3 separate regions of the Gossypium hirsutum genome follow, and all the other regions are linked to region 3. Evidence: chromatin contacts called from public Hi-C data. All regions are on one chromosome and are shown on one strand. Each heading gives the region's core, a stretch centred on a gene start, on an enhancer-like site or on the middle of the called end of the contact. The rest is flanking DNA. Distances are from core to core; before and after follow the strand shown.

Evidence for each region. Hi-C and Micro-C count contacts between places; a contact is called where the count stands out from the background.
Region 1: a Hi-C map of leaf shows a contact between it and region 3, with 3 times the contacts expected there. The contact joins the promoter of LOC107962069 here to the promoter of LOC107961925 in region 3. A contact is called at or near these places in 4 of 34 Hi-C or Micro-C datasets (callus and leaf).
Region 2: a Hi-C map of hypocotyl shows a contact between it and region 3, with 3 times the contacts expected there. The contact joins the promoter of LOC107962070 here to the promoter of LOC107961925 in region 3. A contact is called at or near these places in 11 of 34 Hi-C or Micro-C datasets (anther, callus, hypocotyl and 2 more).

The regions. Positions count from the first base shown.
Region 1 is chrA06:118,774,434-118,778,098 of Gossypium_hirsutum_v2.1, reverse strand. LOC107962069 (ras-related protein RABA5a-like) reads right to left here and starts at 1,466. Exons shown (of 5, transcript NM_001327721.1): 1 at 1,421-1,466; 2 at 54-116.
Region 2 is chrA06:118,697,059-118,700,985 of Gossypium_hirsutum_v2.1, reverse strand. It overlaps LOC107962070 (U-box domain-containing protein 4), which reads right to left and starts at 1,763. Exons shown (of 2, transcript XM_016898309.2): 1 at 272-1,763. The coding sequence starts at 1,606.
Region 3 is chrA06:118,415,845-118,419,706 of Gossypium_hirsutum_v2.1, reverse strand. It overlaps LOC107961925 (tonoplast dicarboxylate transporter), which reads right to left and starts at 1,917. Exons shown (of 6, transcript XM_016898098.2): 1 at 1,303-1,917; 2 at 1-61. The coding sequence starts at 1,725.

The sequences.
Region 1 (3,665 bases), core at 217-2,716, 360 kb before region 3:
AACTCATTAAAGTCTTTTAATTATATAGTTCCTTAGAAGGCAAGGAACAGTACCTTGATCTCTCCAACTTGCTAACACCTTGCCTCGCACCTGAAATCCCACTTAAGCTCCTTCTACTGCTTAGATTTTAGAAGCTCAAAATAAGGACATATGATAAATGCCAGATCATTCAAGTGAAATATCCAAATAATCGATTGGAAATAAAAAAACAACTCACCCAACAACCGTGACAGATTAATAGCCCACCTAAGATTCCTAATCCTATGTTTAGTCCTTGCCCTTAACCAGTAAAACATCACATCATTTTTGTATAAACTTTAAAAGTTAACAGATATAAGTGTCATTAGATAACAAAAAACTAAAGGCCAAATTTGGTAGCAAAGAACTGATAATTGATAAGATCTTTTGAACAACAATTATATATGAAATCAATCATAAGCAATAAATCATCTGCAAGGGCAATATAAGATGCTTGATTGTATAATAATATGCATCAACTATGCACTAGACCTTATAAGATAACATGTGATAGTTCAATCTTTTGAATATTACCACTGGACCATGGTACAGAAACAATATAGAACTTCATATATAAACAAGCCCTTGTGCTTTCACTTCTAACTGTAAGAATTCTTTTAAAAAGTTACTTTTTGTCTTATTCTTTGTTTTAATCATTAGAGATGCTGAAAAACTCAGTCTTTAAAAGGTTTCATATATTTTCCAATAGGAGTCATTTAAAGAGTTAAATTTAAGGATTGAAAAATTTTACTGCTATGTCAACAGCTCATAAAAATTCACTGAAACACAGAAACTCTGATTGTATGAACTAGAGAACTTTGACCAGGAAATAAGCTATAGATCCAAGTAAATCAATTTCAACATTCAAAGAAAAAAATATATATGCTCTTGATCATAAAGTAGAGCATCTGCATCTTGCAAAGAGAGATCAAATTATAGCATACTAGACTCAGTTTTGCATCAAAGAGACACCGGTAGAAACTAAATCACCAAGCAAACTGCCCTTTTGTTTTATATTTTGCAATTGACTAAAAGGCTAGAACCAAGTTCATATATGGAACAGCCAGTTAACTCTTTCCATAAAAGAAGAAAAAAAAAACCTTAAAAGCACCGAACCATTATAACTAAGTCTAGAATATCCAAATGAATTAGAGCAGAAAAAATCGATTTTGATATGATCAAATCTTAAAAACCATGAATTTAAGCAAGGTATTGACAAAACAGAGATTAGCAAAAACATACAAAGTAAAAGTTAGTAAGAAAAAAGAACAAAAATGTGATTGAGAAATGATCTAGAAACAAGCAAAATACAAAACCCAATTCGTAAATCTCATCAAATATTAATACAAAAAAAGGGACTTAAAAATCTAAAGAAAAAGAGATCGTGTTTGTTTACACTCACCAGCTATAAGAAGAATTTCAGGAGGCTCCCCTCACCCTTCTTTTTTTTTTTCTCTACCAGGAATTACGATCAAATAAAAGAGTTAACAATGGATCTGATTATATGATAATGTCAATGGCTTAGAGATACAAATTCAAAGGATTTAAGGGTTAGGCTTTTCCAAGGAGGTGAGGGAGCCGAGTGCAGAGACAAGACAACCCCAGATTTGCATTTACTCTGGTTACTGGTTTAGCCACCCCTTAATTTCCTGGGCTTATTTTTTTGGGCCTTATATTCCCCTTGGACTTCATCATAGATAAAAAACTTTCCGTATCTTGCTCAAAGAATTGGTTTTCAATGCGTATGAAAGTTGAAAACTCTAGTTGTGGAGGAACCATATGCAGAAAACTATAGTTGAAATGAAGCAGGAATGTTTGAGCACATAGGCTAAAGATTAGGGAAGGATGTCCCTCCAGTACTACTAATAGTGATGGAAAGAGGAATGTATGTTGGTTTTGAACTTCCCACAAAAAAAGCCAGATTATGATATGGACTTATATTGCTGACTGACCATGTTCTTAAATGGTAGGGGCCATGGAAGACTAGAGCATAGCTAATATTTAGCCAACATTTATCATTTTGCAGGTGCCTTATCTACACAAAAGCTTAAGCTTTGTTTGGTTTTGTCATAAAATGCAGTTGACATTGCCAACCTTGTTCAGTAGATGGTTTCGGCGGCATTGCAGTTTGGTGATGCAGAAAGAAGGACCCACCTCCCATACCCCATTACCACCTTTCATTTTGCCTAGGTGCACGAACTTACAGCTACTGCTGCTGCTGTAGCAGCTAAGGTGAAAACCTTGGCTTCTTCCTTGTGGTTAAATGTAATGTTTTGGCTCTCCAAAACTAACTGGACCACCTTCCATGGTTTTGACTTTTGTACACCAAAATCTGTGCCAAAGGATTTATTTCATCTATTGCATTCATTGTTTTTTGGTACTCATGGATCAGACATCAAATGAGATTGATAACAAGACTCGAACTTTAATTCTTTAATTCTTTGCTAAAACGTTAATGAGTACTCAATCAACTGGAATAATCATATTCTATCTGTATGTACTGTAGCACATTTTAACTATATGCCGACAAAACAAGAGTAGACATTGTTTGATTCGGTGACAGATATGAGGGTAAATAAAATAGATGGTCATAAATTTCTCCCTAAAATTGAAAATGAAGGGGCAAGATCAAAAGTTGAGAGCGTGCTTGATCACACGCACTTGGTAAATAGGTTGCCGACAGTTTGATAAGATATTACCTAGGATACCAACACTTTAGGTGCCCTGAGCTAGCACAATTCTGTCAATCTTGGTTCTACTGGGCCTTTGTCTAATATAAAAATGTTCCAAGCAAACTCTCAACTTTACACTTCTGCCTACTGCACTGATCTTTTGATCATGTAATTCTGTGAAAGGCTTGGGCCTTTCGGTTTATGCTTACATATTAATAAAAAAAATCAAATCTAGCAAGATTACTGGTTTAATTAGATATTGAGTTAAAAGCTTAATATAAGATGAATACTGGTTCTGGTTGCCATGAAATGAGGAAAGACTTTGTTGTTTCCTATTCCGAATAGCTACATTTTGTTGATCTTAAGTTACAGTTACCTCAATTTCGACCACATAATTATGTCCATTCTTGTTTCCGTGGGTAGTCATGTTTCAAACTTTATCGTAGAAATATGGATTATATTCAAGAAACCTGTCACTTATAATCTTATTTGTTGTTTGGTGATGTCTTTATGTAGCAAGTTGGGTTGTTAAATGGATAGAGTTGTTTGATAGGGTGATCTACAAGACAAAGGATACTAAGAGGGGTCGGAAATTGTGGTTTGAGACAATTTCTGATACTAAGGGTTAGTAGCAATATTTTTAAAAAGTATTTTTAAAAGGTGTTATGAAAAAGTACTTTTAAGAAGTACTTTTCACAAGTTTAGTTTAAGATTTGAGTGTTTAGTATTATTGTTAAAATGTCTATTTTAAATATGATATTATCAAGTAATAAATATATATTTAAATAATATTTAAATTAGTTAATATTATTATATTTTAGTAAGAATATAAAAAATAATTTATTATAACTTATTGTTAATTTTTTAATATGTAAAATATAAATTTTAAATATTTTTAAGCAATAAACATTAATTATTTATAAAATTTAATTAGAATATATAAACTATATTTTAAATATTTAAATATGACATTAA
Region 2 (3,927 bases), core at 514-3,013, 280 kb before region 3:
TGGTGTAGATAACAAAAGCAACTCTGAGAAATGCTCAGTTCTGATCATCCAAGTGCTGCTACTAAATAATTGAGAGGTTGTTCAATCAAGCAATTCAATAAACTATAAACTGCATTGGTATTAGAAACACAGTTTTAAGCTTCAACTATCTAGTGATTATCAAGCATTCAACCTTATCCTATGGGAATCAATCAAAATAAAGTTACTTCTATAGACAGCTATTTCAAGTTCTTAATTCAAACATAGGGCAATCCAAATCGGCTAAAATTACCTTATGCTTAGCCCTTACACTCCCAGTCTGAGAAAGCGCCACAAGAGGAGGTATCCCACCTTCTCTAACAAGCAAACCACGGTTTCTAATGTTATCAGCGCACAACTGCAACAGTGTCAACACCGCGAACTCCTTCCCCTTCACGGACCCATCTTCAATCGCCTCCACCAGTGCTGCAATCCCACCTTCTTCCACAATAGCTTCCTTTCCTTCTTTAATTCCCGCCAAGCTACTAAGAACAACCATCGCCTTCTCTGACATGCCAGTCCCTTGCTCTCCCACCATCCCCACCAAAGGCCTAACCGCGCCCGCAGTCACCGCCCTTTCTTTGTTCTGCCTGGCTGAACACAACTTATAAAGAGTTGTCAGTGCATCTTTCTTGCCTCTGTTGGATCCGTTCATCAGCAGAGATACCAGCGGCGGGATCGCGCCGCATGCTCCGATTGAAGTCTTGTTTTCTTCAATCAAAGCTAAGCTCAGAAGTGCACACGCCGCGTTTTGCTTGGAGGTCTCAGTGCCCGTCTTGAGAACATAGACTAATGATTTTATAGCTCCGGCATTTATAATGAGAGTTTTGTTCCCTTCGTAAAGAGATAAATTTAGTAACGCAGTCACCGCGTGCTCTTGAGTCCAAGGATCGCTGTTCCGTAAGAGCGGAATCAGTGCAGGGATCGCACCTGACTCTCCGATTAACGCACGGTTATCCACGCGGTTCTTCGCCAGTAGCCTGAGTTTAGCAGCAGCCGATCGCTTCACCGCAACGGATGGTGATTCGAGGCCGTCGATGCAGATCTTGACCGTCGGTTGAAGGTCCTCTGGTGAGATACTCTCAATAATTTCCGTCGAGAAGTTCTCCCTCTGCAAAAAGCCATGACACGGTTCCGGCTCCGGCTCCGGCTCAGACTGGACTCCGTTACTGCTCTCATTCATCAAAGCGTTTTCCGGTGAGGGCAAGCTCGCAAGGCGCTGCAACTCACCGGAGATATCGCTGCTACAAGCGGAGAAATCACTAAAGGCTTGAAAAATCTCCAAAAAGGCCTCGTTTTCGGACTCAGACGTAACAGATTTAGCGTTGCTTTTGGCAGCCAGTTCGCCGAGACGCATGTCGATAACGGACTCGGTGAGATTTTCGGAGACAAAGGCGGACCTCTCAGGGACGGAACTGGTGAAGGAGCAGCTACTATTGTCGTTTTGGTAAAGATTGGAGCGAATCGTACGCATGGAGCGGCCGACATGTCGGTGGATTTTGGTGGTGGAAGCTGAACCGGGGGTGTAAAAGTTTCGACCCAAAGGAAACCGGTTGGAACTAGAATGTGAATCTTCCAGCGAAACCATGCTTATTACAACCAAAACCAATTCAATTAAGCAACTCTTCTCTCAGAGAGATTTCATTTCAATATTGAGAGTAAGAGTATGAGTAGAATTCAGAAAAGAAGTGGGACTTGAAACGGAAGGCTGCGATTTTATACCGCCTGATTTCCTCTATTTTTACTCTCCTCCCCAGCTGTGAGAGGTCAACATTTTTTTGTTTACTGCTTTGGGGGAGGTAAAACTACAGTGACTGTCCGTGAATAACAATACATAGAAATGAACACGTGGTGAGTTATGCTGTTGTCAGGGTTTCTTCTTATGTGGGATTTTTTACTAAAATAAATTTAAAAAAAATTATTTATTAAAATAGGTTGTCAGTCTGATTATATACGAAAATAAGATTTTTTTCATTCGCACTTATCTGACAGGCGAGAATGATTATTTTATATTAAAAAATTTAAATAAAATATTTTTTTATTTTCGGAACAGTAATCGAGACTTTCTCTGAGGCGCGACTAATTAAGCTTTTCTCTGAGGCACAAATGATAGGACCCACATTTTTCATATGTTATTAAAATGCATACTTTATCTGGATGAAGTATGTATTAGTAGATTTACTAATATGATTATATATATATATTTACGCATGTATCACATTACAAAAAAAAAATTAAATACTTATACCTAATAAAACATGTATCTCATTACAATAATAGTTATTTTCCAAATAACATATTGTTTTATAATTTTATTTCTTATTTAATATTTTAATTTAATTTTAACAATACATACTTTACCAGGATGAAGTATGTATTAGCAGATTCACTAATATGATTATATATATATATATACACACACGCATGTATCACATTACAAAAACAAAAATTTAAATACTTATACATAATAAAACATGTATCTCATTACAATAATAGTTATTTTCCAAATAACATATTGTTTTATAATTTTATTTCTTATTTAATATTTTAATTTAATTTTAATAATGCATACTTTACCTGGATGAAGTATGTATTAGCAAATTCACTAATATGACATTACAAAAACAAAATTTTAAATACTTATACCTAATAAAACCGAGTATTAAAAATAACTTTATAATATTACTAACTTTCATCGACTATATAATCCACAAGTTTGCCTTAAATATTAATGTCCACATCTTTCATGTGTTATTAAAATGCATACTTTATCCGGATGAAGCATGTATTAGCAGCTGGTAATATTTAAGGCAAACTTGTGGATTATATAGTCGATGAAAGTTGGTAATATTATAAAGTTGTTTTTAATACTCGGTTTTATTAGGTATATGTATTTAAAATTTTGTTTTTGTAATGTGATACATGCCTAAATATATATATAATCATATTAGTGAATCTGCTAATACATACTTCATCCGGGTAAAGTATGTATTATTAAAATTAAATTAAAATATTAAATAAGAAATAAAATTATAAAACAATATGTTATTTAGAAAATAACTATTATTGTAATGAGATAATGTTTTATTAGGTATAAGTAATTAAATTTTTGTTTTTGTAATGTGATACATGTGTGTATATATATAATCATATTAGTGAATCTGCTAATATATACTTCATCCAGGTAAAGTATGCATTTTAATAACATATGAAAAATATGGGCCCCACCATTTGCTCCTCAGAGAAAGGCTCGATTAGTCCCGACTCTCAAGTAGGCGCAATTACTGTTTCGAAAATAAAAAAAATAATATTTTATTTTAAAAAAATCATTCGCGCCTGTCAGATAGGCACGAATGAAAAAAACACCTTATTTTCGTATATAATTGGGCTGACAACCTATTTTGATAAATAATTTTTTTAATTTATTTTAATAAAAAAGCCTCTTATGTGACAATGATCTTTTGGAAAATCTACGGTGGTGACGGCCATGTGTTCTCATTGCCCTTTTTTTAAATCAGTCCACTCGCCTGGCTGGCTACCAATTTCATCCAAAATGCCAGATGGAATGTGGTAAAAGTGCTGACCCAGGTGAAACCTTTTCTTTTTTACTTTTTACTATATTTATATACAACTTCATTTTTTTACTATTCAATTCAACCTTTTACTTTTCGAATTTGACTTTAATTTTCTTAATTGGAATTTGAATAATTAAACATTGTTGAACTTAGTAGTAAAACAATCAAACTTTATTATGAAAAAATTCCAACACTAAAAACAAAAACTGAGTGTGCTAGCTGGGCGCCATTAATTACTGCCTACCTGCTACAGCTCACACACAGTAAATAGAATAGACAGCCATTCAACTTACAGTAATTGTGTGTCTTTTCAACCTAAATGTTTCCATTTTGT
Region 3 (3,862 bases), core at 668-3,167:
CGCATATGCCGAGTAAGAGGAGAGGTGGGTTCACTGGCTCCCCGCAGAAGCGCGAAGTGATCTGTGTGATCCACGCACAACGTTAGTTGAGTAGGCATGATGGGAATTTTTGGTTATGATATAATGTTGTCTCTCTAAATCCAAAACAGATATGTTCATATGACTTGTCAGAAAAAAAAGAAAAAGAAAAAGGGTTTGGCACTTCTTTTTCATTTTAATGATTGGGTTAATTTCACCATAAGTCCTTAAATGATGACTCAAAGTTTGATATCAGTCTCTAAATTTCAAAACATTCTGATTGAAACTTTAAATTATTAGTTTTGTAACAATTAGATCTTTCTATTTGTTTAACCATTAGCTTCGGCATTAAATGTTAGTTCAAATGTAACACTATCTTTTTAATAACATTGTTTTTCTTTAATATGTTAAATCCAAATTGTCCATAAGTACATACATGGTTAAAATTTAATCCACACATTTTAAAAATGCTACATATAAGACTTAAATCAGTTATTAGGTTAACGAAAAGACCTGATTGATATAATATTAATATTTTGATGACTCAATTAGAACATTTTTAAAGTTTAGTGGCTAATTTAGAATCTAAAAAATAATTTTAAAAACTTTTACTACAACAAATGGTATGATAATAACAAGTAAAAGATATGTTTTGAAATCGGTAAAAGTGCCATGGAGACCTCTATATTAGGAGTCGATTGCATTTTACCTCATTTATTAAAAAAATAGTAAATTAATTCTTATTTATTAGATCAAAGAGTAATTTGGTTCTTCTGTTAACAATTTCATCCATTTTTCTATTAAAAATCGATCCCTATACATCAGTATAAAATACATGTGGCATGTCACATGTCACTATCTAGTTATTCTATCAACCACACCAATTTTTAACAGTATATATGGATGGCATTTTTAACAGAAAGGACCATTGTGTTCTTTAATCTAATATACAGGGACTAGTTTGATAATTTTTTGCAGTCTGAAATCATGTTGAAGCTTTTGAGCAAATTAAAAGACCCAGTATTGTTTTTTTGCCAAAAAAGAAAACCCTTTTTGTGATAGCATTTGAGCAAAATTTCCTTTTAATTGCTTCAACAAATAGTATAATCTTTTAATAATCTACTTTGAATTTGAGTCCAAAATCGATCCAAACACAAAGAAGCTGCTATAAACTTCATGTGTTCTATGGATTACTGTCAGCTATGTCAATTTTCTAACAAGAAGGAATCAACTTGAGGGAGAAAAATACAGTTGAAACGAGTAAAATCGATAAGGGAAACTCACATTTAAGGCCAATCTTCTATGAATGTTGTAGCGCTCAACAGCAAGAACAAGTATAAAACTACCCAGAACCAGGGTAATCACATCATCCATATACGAGTGGGCAACACTATCTGCAGAAGAAATTCCAAAGAGGGGAAACAAAAAGAGAGGTGCCATGGAGGTGATTGGCATCGGCACGGCCTCAGTGAGCCACCAAGAGAAGACCCAGGCCAGAACAGCTAACATGTTCCGGCTAGTCACTGGACCATCGAACTTCACAAAAACACACACGATGGCACACAATATGGGTCCTAACACCACATAGAAACTTTTAAGTGAGATCAAGGATTTCAGAGAAAAGGGTGAACTCGATGAAGACTCCACTGGTTCGTTGATGGGGAGAAGTGGGGCTTTTGAATCATCGGAATTGTCACCGGCGGGCATTTTTCCGGCGAGATGGATATGAATCAAGTGTGGTGGAAAATAAGAGGCTTGGACAAGGCTTGCTTTTATATCTGAAACTTGGGACGGAGGCTAGCTATTGACAAATTCGCTTTTCCCCGTAATTAGTTGTTTTTGGCATATAGCTTACAAATGTTGATTAGTATAAACATTAGAAACCATAATGATTCGATAAAATTAATAAATTTAAATATATAATATATATATATAGGAATATGCTTGGATTCAAAGTACGGGATGCATGGATAGGGCCAATTACAGATCATCAACAAAGCCACGTGGGTATCTTTATGCCACAACTTATCTTAGCCTTTGTAGATTAGTCCTTTCATGGGTTATTGATTGTTACATACAAGGTATAATTTCTCAAAATGTTCCAACTAATTGAGATATGGTACTCTTGACTCTTGAGTATTTTTCTGTAATATTTCATTAATGGAGATAATTGAATATTTATACATATAATTATTATTAATAGAATTGACATTCTTTTACGTTTTATGTATATTGGACACGTGAATTATTTTAATTTACCTATTAAACTTTGTAGTCCTTGCATGCGAACTCCTTAATATATACAAATTGAGATCATAAAATTCTCTTACGAGCTCTTTTGACGAACCTCCACTACAAGACCTGCATGTACTGAATTGGTCGGGCCTAACCTATTTGTGAGTAGGCGATCTAAATTTTATTTGCATTTGGGGTTGATGATATAAATACGTAACATGGAACAATGGAAAAAAGTGTGAGAGCCCCAGTCAGCCAGACATTTGTTTGATTCAAGAAAACAAATTCATGGAAAATAAATAAAAAGAAAAGTTGCAACAATTTGTTTGTAGAAAAATGAAAACGAAGGTAGAGTAATAAAAAAAAATAGTAAATGTGTTTGGAAGTGATAGCTTTGTCTGTCTATTCTGCAAGTGACAATTTTTTTAAAACAAAAATTACTTGATAAAGATTAAGCTGACATGTAAGGTTTATAGCTATCTGTTTGGGGAGATTACTTCTTAGCCTGTCACTATTTTTGTTCTACCATATTTGAATTTTCTTGTTCAGGTAACCATAATTGAATTTTAATTAGTAGGAACAAGTTAAGTCATATGTAATTCATTTAATGCAAATAAATTAACAATTAGATTTTGGGTAAAAATAATTGGGTGTTTAAATAAATTTATAATTGAGTTGATAATTTGATCTTAATAAAAATTTTAAATAATAATATCGATAAATAAAGAAGATGTGATATTTCATTGAAAGGGAAGGGAATGTTGGACAAAACACATTAACAAACAAATATAAATATAAATAATTATATTAAATATAAGATCTCAATAAGTGATATAAACAAATATCTATATTTATCTAAAAAACGCTAGATTTAAATAAAATAAATTAAATAAATATTTATATTTAAAGTATCATATATGGAAAAAAAAACTAAATAAACAAGATTATGAAAACTAGAAATCAAATAAGAAAATCGAGTTTTACTAGATGTTGAGGCCTGTTAATACAGTTTCCTTAAGACAGATTCGGCCGCTCCTATGGTACTTGGAGAAACGTAGGTCAATTGTCTCCCGGGATACAACAACAAGATGATCGAAACAGCAGCACATCTATAATGATCAACGAACAAAATCTTGTCTTCATCTATCACAGAAACATATGAAAATATGGAGAGAAAAAGGAAAAAATTTTCGAGAACAAAATAAATTCGTTGTGAGTGTGTATCTAAAAAATTCTGTAGAATTCTTTAGGCTTTTATAAGCATTCAATATAGTGTAATTTTAAAAATTTCCATAAATAAAGATATAAAATATGCATTAAAAGAGCCTTTAAATCAATTTTGCAGAGAAAAATAAATTTCATATTGGGCTAAAATATCTACAAACCTATTTTGGGCCCGGTTGATCCAGACATTTCACGTCAACCACGTGCACCCCAAATATGAGTTTTAAACTTAGTCATTCAATAATCTTTTTAGTGAGTTCTCATATATATATACACATCTCATACTTGGTATTTAACCAATATGAGATCTAAGTTTTTCTTTTCCTCAACATATATTCACAAGTAGCTTACTTTGAGTATTAATTTCTCATTCATCTCTCAACCA